3 separate regions of the Mus musculus genome follow, and regions 1 and 2 are each linked to region 3. Evidence: chromatin contacts called from public HiChIP or PLAC-seq data. All regions are on one chromosome and are shown on one strand. Each heading gives the region's core, a stretch centred on a gene start, on an enhancer-like site or on the middle of the called end of the contact. The rest is flanking DNA. Distances are from core to core; before and after follow the strand shown.

Evidence for each region. HiChIP or PLAC-seq counts read pairs in DNA pulled down with a chosen protein or histone mark.
Region 1: an H3K27ac HiChIP or PLAC-seq map of microglia shows a contact between it and region 3, with 5 times the contacts expected there. The contact joins the enhancer-like site here to the promoter of Fnbp1l in region 3. A contact is called at or near these places in 3 of 39 promoter capture datasets (cranial neural crest, frontonasal cranial neural crest and hippocampal neurons), 17 of 115 datasets of contacts at active chromatin or transcription factors (the NIH/3T3 cell line, craniofacial prominence, differentiating embryonic stem cells and 10 more) and 3 of 9 other capture datasets (embryonic stem cells, liver and macrophages).
Region 2: a contact with region 3 is called in an H3K4me3 HiChIP or PLAC-seq map of embryonic stem cells, with 7 read pairs. The contact joins the promoter of Sec24d here to the promoter of Fnbp1l in region 3.

Annotation. Positions count from the first base shown.
Region 1 is chr3:121,889,214-121,893,914 of GRCm38.p6, reverse strand. No RefSeq gene overlaps it. Among named protein-coding and RNA genes, the nearest start is that of Gm34050, 12 kb to the left of the region's middle. Within about 2 kb of position 3,109, at least 38 of the 459 cell types and tissues checked have an H3K27ac peak or open chromatin away from gene starts, as enhancers often do. A contact at or near this core is called in microglia, where this site is marked.
Region 2 is chr3:123,264,753-123,269,316 of GRCm38.p6, reverse strand. It overlaps Sec24d (Sec24 related gene family, member D (S. cerevisiae)), which reads right to left and starts at 1,821. Exons shown (of 23, transcript NM_027135.2): 1 at 1,781-1,821.
Region 3 is chr3:122,616,087-122,620,977 of GRCm38.p6, reverse strand. It overlaps Fnbp1l (formin binding protein 1-like), which reads left to right and starts at 1,264. Exons shown (of 14, transcript NM_153118.3): 1 at 1,264-1,448. The coding sequence starts at 1,425.

The sequences.
Region 1 (4,701 bases), core at 1,860-4,359, 730 kb after region 3:
AGAGATTCAGAAAAGAGAAAAAGAGCAAATTACACCTTTAGGTGTACAGGGTCAAAGAACCTCGGGCAGCCGTGTAGACTAAGGGCGGGGCTCTGGGGAGGAAGAGCATACCATCTCACTAAAGGGGTAAGCATTCCGCCTGTATCCTTCACGTAGCTTACAGTGACACTACCTTCCTAGGGGGTGGGCCTACCTTCCTGACTGAAATGTTAGGCTGAGGATTTCAACCTCTTGACGAGAAAGAACTAGTTTTCCCTTAATAGACATTCATTGTTACTGTGTCGCTAGTGTCAAAATTAACATTTAAAGTCAGTGAGTTTTCACTCGCTGTTTGCTCTGTATTAAATCATGGAGCCTCGAGTTAGCACTTATTGTCCAACTGAGAGACTCTACAACTGAGTTCTTCTGAGGGGCAAGATGATGTCTCTCAAGCATGCTGATCTTTAATTATCTGAGTTGATTCAGGATAAGATTTAAAATGCCTTAAAGACGTGGATGGCCAGGGTCAGTGAGATGGCTCGGTGGGTAAAGGTGCTTGCTGCCAAGTCTGGTGACCTGAGTTTGTTTCCCTGGAACTCACGTCGTAGGAGAGAAGCAGCTCCCACAGGTTGTTCTCTGACTTCCAAAAGCATATCCTGACATGTGCACACACAAATAGAAAAGTAAATAAATACATGTACTGCTTAAAGAACATAGGACTACCTCCATTGCTCTGTAAATGTCCCATCTCCCATCAGGCTTACATAAGAAGGAGCATCAGCAATGTCAGGCATGAGGTTTGTTGGCAGCCACATGGCAAAACTCTGTGTTGCTGATTAGACACAGGGTGGCACCTAAGAGCTTGGTATCCACTTGTAAAAAAAAAACCAAGATTCCAAACAAGCCAGATGCCCGCCTGAACTCATCCTTGGAAAGATATAGACCTAGGTGTACCCATGGGCAAGCAAGCGCTAGGTTATCTTCAGAAGACAGTCCTCCTCTGCTCTCATATGACAACAAATGATCAACCAGGGTTAATGGAGCAGGGCCACAGTCTGTGACATCAGTGACAGCCCTCCCACCAACATACCGCAAATTCCCCAGCTATAAAAAACTTAGTTTTCCTATTAGTTTTTGCCCTTGTACACCTCCCCATCCTGTAAAGCACATAGCTGAGAACTGACTGTTGAAACCAAAGTCAAAAGCTTAAGAAGATGTCCTGAGTGGTACCCACTTAGCATGCCCAAAGTTCTGGGTTCTAGTCTCCATCACGAAAGAAAACAACAAAACCTGACATCAACCTGGGGAGAAGCCATTTTGGATTTATGGCTGGGGCGGTGGGCTGCTGATCCAGTCTAACCAGGCTTCCTCTCAGACCAGACAGTGTCACCGGCAGGATGATTTTAAGTGCGTGCACACATGCCTGTACAGTAATCATACAAGTGAATGTCTGAGGTGAGCCCTGGGTGTCATTGCTCAGCCACTTGGTTCATTGAGACAGGATCTCAGTGAGTCTAGAGCTTTCTCATCACGTTGGACTGCTGATGAGCAAAGCCCAGGGATGTGGCTGTCTCTGCCCCCTTAAACACTGAACAACAAGTGTATCTCCACCACACTGCGCTATTTCTCACGGCCTCCGGAATCTGGGTTAGGGTCCTCATGTCTACGCAGCAAACGCTTCATTATAACTAAGCTCTTAGAAGCCATGCGCAGTTAGTTGGCGAGCTGTTAAAGTGAGTTGTACTTACGGCCTGTGTTATACAGAGGAGAAAATATTTTCAGCGCTACTTGCAGTTTTCAGACCTGACAGTGCCTTACAATTCCTACCCAGTAATAAGCATTACTCATGCGGCACCAATGGGAAAAAAACTGGTGATGCTCATTCTCTGCCTACCGTGTTTTATGTGTGTGAACGTTTAAAACTTGTTTGGGATGATTGCTCTAAACACTTCAGCATCTGGTGTACAAATATTTTTGTAGACACCGGGTCCAAATACCACAAAATCACTGCCCCAGTCCAGGTTATGTGAACCATTGTCTTAGGCAGATTTTTAATAAATGAGATTATTCTTGAACGATGAGACTCTCTCCCCAGGGACATCAAGATTAAACTCAAAAGAAAATCTTATAGCGATGACCCATATTTTTAAAAAAAAAAAGTGGAAAGGAGAAGTCATTTTGGAACTAATTTGAAGGGGAAAAGTAACTTTTTGCTTTGTGGTTTTTTTTTGTTTTTGTTTTTTGTTTTAAATTGTTGTTGCCATGCTAAGCATTGTACAAAGGGAAATCAAAGGTGACACCGTCAGTGACATTCCTGCAGTGAGTGGCTGGTGGGAGATAAGGCTTGGCTGAGCTGTGCCAGAGTCCGGTTTCAGTTCTGTCAGGTGTAATCAGATCCTTAAAACAAAAGCGGCCAGTCCACTTCATCAGAAGACACTCCAGGCCCTTTACCCTACACTAAAAGCGAACAGAAGCATCAGTGCCACGCGGGAAGAGAGCCGCATATCATCAGTGGGTTTGCGCCACATTGTGTCATTGTCTAATGCTCCATATTTAATATAAAACCCCCCGTTTCCAGTCTAATAGATGGAAGGAGCTTGTTTGCTTGTTTTAGAGGCTGTGGTTGTAGAAATTAAGCTTCAGTTTGTAATCCAAGGCAAAGGCAATTGGTGAGTCTGCGAGTCGTGGTGGAGGTCTTTAGTTTACCCCTGGGCTTTAGGACCCGGTGGGAGGTGGGGGGTGGGGGGTGGAGGTGGGGGGGGGGAGCGCAGTCTTTTTTTTTCTCTGAAAAGAGGCTTGCTCAAAATGTCACTTGGAAAATTTCTCTTGTGGATGGATGTGCTACATAGAATAAATTACAATTTTCATTTGGAAGATATATATGTGTGTGATAAAATGAACCAAAAGGCTGTTTGGGAGGATGAGCTGAGGCGACCATGGTGAACCCTGGCAGCTTCCAACCTTACCGGTGGGTCTAACTGGACGTCCATTAAAATGACCACAGAACCCAGGCTAGCCATAGTTCCCTATCGCCACGACTGTCCCAGAATGACTGGGTTTGGTTGCAGCCACAGAGGAAACAGGACTTCCATTTTGGTGGCAGGCAAACCAAGGGAGAGTAGAAATGAAACCAGCCTGCTGGGTCAGAAATTGCTGAGGAAGTGTTCCGGCTCTAACAGGAGGAAATTAAAAGCCTGCAGTGTGTGTGTGTGTGTGTGTGTGTGTGTGTGTGTGTGTGTGTGTGTGTGTGTGTGTGACAATTAGCCATGACAGAGGAGCAGGAAGGAATACAGAATGAATGACAATCAGAGGAAACAGGCCTGCGACAAAGGAGGCCTGCCCCCCCCCCACCCCCCACCCCCCCAGGCCCAGAGGAATCGATAGAAGTCCCTGAGAAATGCTGCTTTTCTTGGGTTCTGGAGCTCATATTTTAACCCCTTTATCTCCCAAAGTCTCGCTCTGAAGCAGATAGCTTTATTCACGGCGTTCTTTGATTGCTCCATGGTTGATATGAATACCAGAATGTCTGCAAAGTTATTGTGAGAACAGAGCAATTGTTCAATTTTTCCCTCTCCACGCTCAGCCTGGAAAAAAAAAACCACACATCTAAGGTTGGATTGGGTGGGAAAATATTTATGCCAACTTACACAAGAAGCGCAGGTATTAGCCTTAGATAAAAATATTAGGAAAACAAGATAAGAACTGTAAAGGCATTTGAAAGTTATTGTGATGAGTATCAAGATTATTTAAGATCATAGCACATTCTATAACCAAAGATAATGATAGGGTGGAGTGGAAAGGGGAAGTGAGATTGTTTCATAAAAATAAGAATTTGACCTGGGCAGTGATGGCACACACCTTTAATCCCAGCACTCGGGAGGCAGAGGCAGGTGGATTTCTGAGTTCGAGGCCAGCCTGGTCTACAGAGTGAGTTCCAGGACAGCCAGGGCTACACAGAGAAACCCTGTCTCAAAAACAAACAAACAATAACCCCCAAACAACAACAACAAAACCCTGAAGAATTTCAAGTTTTAAAAACCCAATGTGTTTATTACACATGATTTTTGGCATGCAGAAAATGATTGAATCCCAAATGAAAATCTTAGAGTTTGTTTTGTTTCTGGTGTTTGCTTGGTTTGTTTGGTTTGGTTTGGTTTTCTTTTTTTTCTTACAACTTGTTACTTAGTCAGAAGAAATCTAGGAAACTCTCAGGCTTAATTAATCAAGACGCTAAAGTAAGGAAGGAAAGAGGAGGTTAAGTCACGTGCAGCTCAGTCATTTAAAGGGGGCAGAGGAGCAGGGAGAGGTGATTATAAAGCAGAATGAAGATGCTAAATAGGATTAGAAGAGCAGATACTACTACAAAGGGCTGACTTAGGGACAAAGTGGATAATAAGGCAATCTCAGGATTCTTAAGAGTCCAGTTCTGGAAAGGAATTGACTGCTCCAAACTAATAAAGGAAGAAGTGTCACACACAGAGAATGAGCTAAAGGTACCCTAGGAAAAACAGATGCCTCCGATTTCTAAAGCCAGCACGCTTCAAAAAGAAGAAACGGGGGAGAGGGGTTGGTTCTGTGTTTGGAACAATAGCAAGAGGGTGTAAAAGTGAGGCAGACAATCTGAAGTAGACAGTGATGGAAAAAAGGCCTTCCAGACAGACACCCCGAAGAGATTCCTGGAATACCTTAGGGTGACAGTGCGTGAGGGCTGGCACTGGGAAC
Region 2 (4,564 bases), core at 572-3,071, 650 kb before region 3:
ATGCCTGAATTGCTTTGAACAGTCTCTCATTAGTATTCCTACAACTCTGCATCTTGGTTTCCATGGTCACATTTTGAGAGCGCACCATGCCGTTCAACTGACTGACCACCATGATTACAAGCAGTCTGATGCTTCACAACCTGGATCTTCCTGGTGCCTTCTAATTAGTCTACTTAATCTGTACTTAAGACAAGGAAAAGCCATAGTCCAACAAATATAACCTGAGATAGACATGATGATAGTCTTTGTGAGTCATAATGGGACAAGCCAGTGGCAGCTCCAACCATCTCCGTCCAAGATGCTAGGGCTTCTCTCTAACTTAGATGACGTCACACCTCTAAGAACATAGGCACCTATATTTAAGGAGCTAAAAAAAAAGCCTTTCATATGTGGGTAGTCATAAACAATCACAAATATAACAGTCCCATCTTGACTCTATTCAGAGCCCAAATGCCAATTAGCTTTACACTTTATGTTTCCATGTTTTGCTAAAACAGATATCTCCTAGAGAGGTTTTTAAAAGATACTTTTGTTTATTTGGTTGGTTGGTTTCTGCAGAGACAAGGTTTCCCTTGTAGTCCTTGCTGTCCTGAACTTACTCTGTAGACCAGGCTAGCCTCGAACTCAAAGAGATCTGCCTGCCTCTGACTCCCCAATGCTGGGATTAAAGGTGTGTGCCACCATGTCTGGCTTTCAAAAAAACATTTGTTACAAGACAGGAGGTGCTCTGAAGCCTGGCAAAAGAATTATGATTTGTTTCCTATCTGCCCATGCAAAGCTTTGTGACACAGTAAACTGAAGAGGTTCTTTGGGCCTCAGTTTTCTGTTTTAGAAAATGAAGTGTCCAAAAGCCATATTAGTTGTGAAACCCTGATTCTCTAGTTTCTTTCCAGTTTCTCCATCAAGCATTTGGGTACCTCTCCTTTCTTTCTCGTTGCTGCGGTTTAAGGTAGTGGTTTAAGGTAAAGATTAGTAATACCTTCTAAGTAAGACGTGGGATCTCTTTATTCTGGAAATGGCATGCAAATTTCAAACGTGAAGACTAACATCCATGATTTAGCTTTGTTTTCATATTAAACCTTCAGCTTCCGAGTAGCAACCATGAGTATGATGAGGTCACTGTCTTGCTAACGGAGGACAGAAAGGCAGACAAAGGTCTCTAGTTCACTGTGTTCCTGACAACACTTTCCCTCCTCCCACTGCGCCTAGAGAGACGTGGCAGTCGCTTGGCCCCGTGCAGCCCAGAGCCTTCAGAAGACCGCACCGGCGCACCCACGCAGCAGCTGCGGAAGGGGAGCGGGACAGCGATGCTCACAGCAGGGGACTGGAAGCCGCCCAGCCCTCTTCCCTGGTCCTGGGAGGAATTCGCTTCCTCACCCTTCTCTGCCACGTCAAACTTCCTCACCCAGTACACCAAGTTGCAGAAACCTGACTCAGCTGCAAGCGGCGACATGGCAGAGAGCCACTTGGCACAAACCGGCCTCGAATCCAAACCCCGAGCGCTCGGATTCTACAAAGACACCCTTCCCCTTCCACTGTCACCCGGGACAAGTTCGCGTTTCCCTCTAATGATGTCCCGGAGCTGAACACTGTAGTTGCCATTTTCCCTCGGAATATTTCCAGCCCTCTCCTCCTCCGGGAACCAGAGAGCCAAGTTGATGGGGAGTCGCGGTGCAGCCGCGTGTGGACGCTCCGCACCCTCAGCCCGAACCTGCTGTACCTGTGGCTCCCCTTCCTCCCCACCCTCCTCCCTGCGCCCTGCGCCCCGCGTCTGCCGTACCTGCTCTGCACGCTCCGCGCCCCGCGCCGCCGCCGCCGAGTCGCTCTGGGTTGCTAGTGCCACGTCAGGCGCCCGGGCGCGCGCGCGTGCTGGACCCGCTCGCTCCCGCGGCGCGCCCTGGCGGGGGCGGGGCCGCACCTCCCACTGCGGTCTCGCGCCTCTTTCCGGGTCTTTTCCTCTAAGCTTTTCCTTCGCGAGGCCCCGCCTCCTCCAATTTGTCAAAGATCCTCCGGAGCCGGTGGCAGGGGACTTGGGTGGGGTGAGGAGGGCGCGCTCTGGGTTCAACAGGTGGCACTGAATCGCTGCGCTGCGCTCGCCTTACTGGAAGCGACGCGTGTCGGGGAGTGCTCAGTGGCCAGAGGAATCTGGCGCGTGGACAGACAATTTGATGACGTCTTCCAGCACAACCACAGAAGGAAGGAAGGCCCACGACAGCCTGGTTCTGTGTGAAACGAGACGCTCAGCTGAGGTGTCCTCAAGGAAGCAAAGGGTTGCAGGACCTCCGTGGGCTTGCCCACTTAACTGGGTGTGCCCCACCCACAAACAGGAACTGGCCTGTGTCAAAGGTAGATAACTTTTAGCTCACCTTTGGACAGAAACAGTTGAGAAACACCTATTTGGCCCTAAAATCAGGACCAATAGGCCACACTCCAAAAATGTCTCACTATCAGAGAGAAAGTATGAGTTCAGTCCGCAGCCGAGCTGCGAGTTTGGGGAATCTATGAAAGTTTTATGAAATAAAAGCAGCCTAGTGATTTTGCCCTCACTGTGTGCCTCCTTCTGAGGAACCAGAAATAAAAGCTCCCTAAAGCTTGACTAATCAAAAGCTACCTGAGTAACTTTTCCTGTTGCTGTGATAAAATACTCTGGCAACCACAACTAAAAGGAGAAAATGTTTATTTTGGTCCACAGTTCAAGGGAGTAATCCATCTTGATGCGGTAGCTTGAGGCAGCTGATCACTATGCGGGCACAGTCAGGAAAGCAGAGAGCAATCAGTGCTTGTGTCTGGCTCTTTTTATGCAGTCCAGGATGCCAGTCCAGGGAATGATGTCCCACACACTGGGCGGGTCTTCTCAGCTCAATCCATCTATGCTCAATATAGATCCTCTCAGACCTGCCAGGTCTTCTTTTAGAATTATCATTATCAAGACATGTTGTTGTTGTTGTTTGAGACAGGGTTTCTCTTTGTAGCCTTTGCTGTCCTGGAACTCACTCTCTAGACCAGGCTGGCCTCAAACTCAGCAATCCACCTGCTTCTGCCTCCCAAGTGCTAGGATTAAGGACATGAGCCACCATCACCCACAGTATTAGGAATTTTGAGGCAACTGTGTCAACTGTTTATCACTAAAAAAGAAACCAATTTAAAGGGTAATAATTTGCATTGTCTCAGTCTCTAAGGTTTCAGTCCTAAGTCATCTTGCTGAACTGCTATAGGTGTCTGAAGATGCAAAGCATCGTGACAGGCAGGAGGACTGACACAGTAAAGCCGCTCATGTCACAGTAGCCAGGAAGCAAAGAGGGAGACATAGAGGGTCCCCAAGCAAGCCACAGCCCCCATTCCTGACCCTGGTGAGTGATCTAGGCCACGCAACTTTCTTCTTCTTCTTCTTCTTCTTCTTCTTCTTCTTCTTCTTCTTCTTCTTCTTCTTCTTCTTCTTCTTCTTCTTCTTCCTCCTCCTCCTCCTCCTCCTCTTCCTCTTCCTCTTCCTCTTCCTCTTCCTCTTCCTCTTCCCCCTCCTTTTCCTCCTCCACCTCCTCTTCTTCCTCCTCCACCTCCTTAGATAAGACACCATGACCAAGGCAATTTAGAGAATGTTTTTACTGAGGATTTACAGTTTCAGAGGAGTAGAGCTCATAGCCATCATGTCAGAGAACATGGTGGCAGGCAGGCAGGCAGGCAGGCACGGTGCTAAAACAGTATCTGGGAGCTCACATCTCGATCCCTGAGCACAAGGAAGAAAGAGAAGCACAGGAAATGCCCCTGGCCTTTTGAAACCTCAAATCCTGCTGCCAATGACACACATCCACTAACAAGGTTAGACCTCCTAAGCATTCCCAGACAGTTCCACTAACTGGGGACCAAATATTCAAAAATATAAGCCTATGGAGGCCATTCTCATTCAAGCCCCCACATTCTACACTCTTGGCCCCAATAGGCTTGTGGTCATATCGCAATGCAAAATGCATTCAGTCTCGATGCCATTTAAAAGTCCGAATTCCAATTCTTTTCTGGGACTCAAGGCAATCTCTTAATTGCACACCCTCCTGTAAAATCAAATTACATACTTCCAAAGTAAAATTGCACAGATTATACGTCACCTTCCAAAAGGGAGAGATGGGAGCACAGTGAAGAAACACTGTACTGGAGCAAGACTGAAACCCAACAGAGCAGACTTCATAAATCCTGTAGCTCTGTGTCTGATGTCAAAGGACTTAGATGGCTCTGCCCCCACGAGCTTTGGGCTGGTTCTGCTCCCTGTGTGCAGCTGTCTCTGGCAGACATCCCGTGAGTCTAGCACCTCTAGCATCCTGGGGTCTTGGATGCAATCCAGACTACACTTTCACAGCTTCATGGGATGGCCTTCAGGCCCTCCATGCAGATTTCCCTGCTACACCCTGGGCCTCCTTACCTTTTGAGAAGGGAAGATGCCACAACTCTTTTACTCCTGCACTCTTCATGACTTTAAATCGAGAACGACACGGTCAGTACCGCCATGTTTGGCTGCCTGCTTGGAATGGAGCCTGGAATGGAATGGAGCTTGGAATGGAATGGAGCCTGGAAT
Region 3 (4,891 bases), core at 15-2,514:
CTCAGAAAAGGATAGCAAAGAATTTGGTGAGTGGTGGTTAGACTGCCTGGAGAGCTCTGGCTATTTGCCTGGACTTCAATGGGGAGCAGAACTAGGTAAACAGGAAGGCTGGGGCGGAAGAAGCTGGAACACCTGTGTTGGTCCCGGTCCCGGTCCCGTAGGGAGGAGTTTCAAGGCTGATAAGACGTCCGTTGGTGGGGGGACCTTGAAGCATTCAGTTGTCATGACTCACTGAAGAGTACTCTACTGGTTCTAGAGTGAAAATGTGTGTGTTTTAAGCGACAAGCAATTAATACTAAAGCATATGCTGGGGAGTTAGTGAGCAGACTGTACGCGGTATCTAGTAGCACCAGCCAAACTTGCTGACTGCCAGTGGAGGCAGGCTGGGAAATAACTCAGCACAGCTAAAAGCAAGAGGTCGTCTGCAGCCAAGATTCCTATCGGAGGCAAGAGACGCCTCAGGCTCTGAACAGGTTGTTGAAGGGCTGTGAGGAGGGAGAGACCGGTCCCTGGAGGTAGCCACGAGCCTAGAATTCAGGCAAGCTCAGCAGCGTCTCACCTCCTGCAGGTGTCAGTCGGGTTCGCTTTCCACCAAGTCTTATCTTTTACCATGGCAACGTCCCCAAAAGATTACGGGATCGCTTGCCTCTTAAAAAAAAGAAAAAAAGGTTTCCCGAAAGAACTTACAATAAAATCAAAATGCTTTATTAAAAACAAAAACAAAAACCAGACACGTCGTGTGACACGTTGCATTCACATTGGACGTTTGACCTCTACAGGTCTGTGGTTCCCGGGGATCCCAGGCTGAAGCGCCAAGCCTGGACGGAGAAGTTACCTTACGAAGGCAGATTTTTTTTAACTAAACACACGCACACACCCCTCTGCTCCAACGTCTGGACGTGGTTTCTTTGTCAGGGCTCCGCAAAGAACGCTGACGTGTGGGGTCGCCTCCTTTGAGGGGGGGGGTCTCCGAGCAAGGCAGGGACCGTGGGCGTCCTCCCTGGCTCTCCATCTTGGAGCGGGAGTCTGAGTGCGGCTTTTGCTGAGCCCGGAGGCCGGAGCGGACGCCGCCGAGGGTCCGAGGATCCCCGCCCCGGGCGAGCTGTTCGGAGGAGACCCCCGCCGGCCCCCGCGCGCGCGAGTGCGGGCCCGCCCCGATCCCAGGGTGCACCGCGGCCCGCCCCCTCCCCGCCGTCCCGCCTCCCCTCGGCCCCGGCCCCCTCCCTCCCTCCTTCCCTCCCTCCCTCCCCGCTGCCGGGAGGCGGGGACGCGGCGGCGGCTCGCTTCAGTCGTGTCTCTCTCACTCACTGGGGAACCCGGTGGTGGTGGCGGCAGCTTTCGAGGCAGACGCTGAGGAGGGGAAAGTCGGGACGAGAGAGGACAGCGGGAGCAGCCGGCCGGCGCCAGTCGCCTCAGGTTCCGCCATGAGCTGGGGCACCGAGCTGTGGGTGAGTGTGGGGAGCAGAGCGGCTCGCGCCGTCGGCGGGAGCCCCGGGCTTGGCGCGCCGCGGACTCCGGCGCCTCTTTGTGCCGCGAGAGCCCGCTCGGCTGCGGGCGGGGAGGCGACGGGGCGGCTGCCTGGGGCTCCCTCCGAGGGGCCCGGGCCGCAGCCCTGGACGGCCGCTGCCGTCCCCTCTCCAGCCTCTGCCTGACTTTGCGGACGGGTGCCCGGCCGGGCGCCGCGCCTTTGTACCGCGCGCCCGACGGCGGGGGAGGGAGCCATTGTCCCGAAGGGGCGCCGCTCGGATCCCCGCGCCGCGCGCCTGGGCGACGCCCCAGCTCCAGGTAGGGGGAGCCGGGCGGCTTTGTTCCCAGCCCGGCCTGGGGCCAGCCAGGCCCAACCCACACGCCCATTTCCCTCTCTTGCTGCCTCCTTGCTCGGGACCTAGGGCGCCCGCGACTCCGCGCCGGCCAGCTCCGGTTGCAGCCTCTCTGGGCTGGCGGGTCTGCTTTTGTGACCCGAATTAGGTAGTGGGATCGAGGAAGGGACGCTCATTTTGGCGAAAGGAGCGCGCGGCTTGCCGATCGCTTGATTTCCCTCTCGTTCTTTATTCTCTCTCCTCTCTCTCTCTCTCTCTCTCTCTCTCTCTCTCTCTCTTTCTCTCTCTCTCTCTCTCGTGTGTGTATGTGTGTGTGTGTCTGTCTCTCTCTTTTTTCTCTCTCTCTCTCTTTCTTCCGTGCCTTTCCTGGGCGCTGGAGGCTGCAGACAATACCCAATGTCCGACCAAGGTGCAGGCGGAGGGTTATAGGTCGAGGAATTCGCTCCGGACGCCGTCACCTGAGGGTGGAGGTGTGCATGGCAGTGATTTCTCAGGTGCGGCCGGGAAAATTGGCGGCGTGGGGGCGCTGTCTCGAGCGAGCGCCGCCTGGCCTCTGCCACTCCCCTTTTTATCCCACCTGTGCATATTTTCCGTGCCTTTGTTTGCGAAAATCTCCGGGAATCTCTGTAGCGGGAGAGGAGGGACAAGTTTCGAGTATGTACGCTCACTGGGATTCGAAACAGATCGTTTAGTCGCGAGGCCGAATGTTTTCTCCTTTTCCACGTGCTGTAGATTGGGAATTTTAGAAGTGACACTTAAAAGCTCATCTAGTCACCCACTTAACCCTGCCCCAGGAATCTGTCCTGTAGCACTCTGCAGAAGTGTTTGCCCAGTCTGCAAACATAACCATCAAGACAAAATACCTCAGGAGCCTCTCCACTTGATTGTTCTGATAATGGTGAGCGTCATTTGTAAACGAATCATGTAACATCAGTTAGAATTTCAGGCATTATTGGTCCTTTCCCATTTACTTTTATGTTTGTTTGAGACAGTCTCACTATAAACATGGCTGGCCTGGAACTCGTAATATAGACCAGGCTGTCCTTAAACTCAGAGATCCACCTGACTCTCTCCAGTTGCTGGGACTAAGGGTTTTCCCTTTTAAACGTACATTCTGTGATGGTTACAGTGTCATCAGTGAATGGAGATGGGTATAGTTTTATTTTCTATTTACAACATTTTTTATCTCTTTGGTGCCTGGCGATTGAACCCAGGACCTCGCACATACTAGACAGCAAGCCGTATCTCTAGCCCCTTATTTTTAATTTTAAATTCATGTATTTATTTGTGACTGACTGTGGGTATATCTGGCAAAGAAGCCAGAAGAGGGCATCAGATCTCCTGGAGCTGTAGCTCAGACACTTATGAGGCTCATCACAAATGCTGGGAACCAAACTCAGGTGCTTTGCAAAAGCAGCAAATGCTCTTAGCCATTGGATTAATCTGCATGCATGTGCATGCATGTGCATCGGTGCCTAAGGAGGCCAGAAGAGGACATGATTCTGAAGCTGGAGTTACAGGTGCTTGTGAGTTGTTGTCGATGTGGGTGGTGGGATTTGAACTTAGGTTCTCTGCAAAAGCAGTACAGGTTCTTAGCTGTTGAGCCGTGCCTCTAGTCTTTGTTTTACAGCTTTGAGCGAGGATTGTGTTTTCCCCTAGGTTGCAATATAATACAAGCACCTATACTGTCTGTTATTGGGAATTTGATGTCTGGAAAAATCACATCAAAATATAAATTTAGAAAACAGTTGTCACATTTTATTTTATCTTAAGGGTCACATTACTATCCTAAGGGTTTAATGATTGAAAATTCATTGTTACACAAAACACTGGTGATATATAATTACGTGCTCAAACCTAAGTAATTTGCTGTAACTGATGGTTTTTGCTGTTTTATCTTTTATGTGTATGCTTGCATGTGTGGGACAGAGGTCAGACTTGGGTGTTGTGAGGGGTCATCCACCTTGGTTTTTTTGTAACCCGATCTCTCCTTCATTTTGAGCTTGCTGATTAGGTGAGCCTCGAGCCTACTCATTGCTGGCTCCTCAGTGGTCGGGTTATTCCTGGGAATTTACTCACTCCATTGTGGATTCATATTTGCCACTTGATCAACTGCACTATTGAACTATCATTTCAGCCCTGCCCTCCCACCCCCTTGGCCATTTTAATCTTTATTCTTTGGCAGGGTTTCACAGTACAGCCCAGGCCGGTCTTGAATTCCTGGGGATACAGGTGTACACTACCAGAGCTTACTTGTTTTAATGCTTCTTATAAAGACTTGTGTTAAAATTTGGAAATAAAGGTATTCCATAGAACTTCTATATTTGTGGCCCTGGGTTTCAGAATTACCAGTAATTTGCTAAATGGATTAGGTCAGGCTTTTGTTGTATAGCTTTAAGGCTTTATGGATTAACTGCTAATGTATCTGAGCTGTGCTTTAAGGGACTTCTAGTTTTAAATGAGCATTTAAGTGAGGTAGTGACTAGAGTCAACAGTTTGTATTTTTTTTTCCAGAATGCATGATATCTTGTCCATTGATTATTATGTTGACTTCATTATCATAGAGAATATAGAGGATCATGGCTAAACATGAATCAGTAATTTCACAAAGTATAGATTTTAAAAAGTTTTTCATTTTTATGTAAATGAGTGTTTTGCCTGCATGTATGTGTATTCACCCTGTGTGTGCTGGGTGCCCTTGGAAGGTGCTAGATCCTCTAACTGGGTTCCCAGATGGTAGTGAGCTGGCTTTATGGGTGCTGGGAACTGAACATGGATCCTCTGTAAGAGCAGTGAGTGCTCTTTAACTGTTGAGCTGACTCTCTAGCCCCCAAGTACAGATTTTGTAATTAACAGCTCCCTTTTATAGCTAAGGGAGTCAGAGGACTCCTTTATTTAGTCAGTAAGTTTTACTTGTCAGGAGGTATCATTTTAGTTTTCTGAGAGGTCAATTAAAGTTCAACAGAAAAAATATTTGTACTGATAAGCATGTATGTATATATGTGTGTGTATATATACATATATATGTATGAATGACAGAAATAGGTCAGATGCATCTCATTTATATGGCC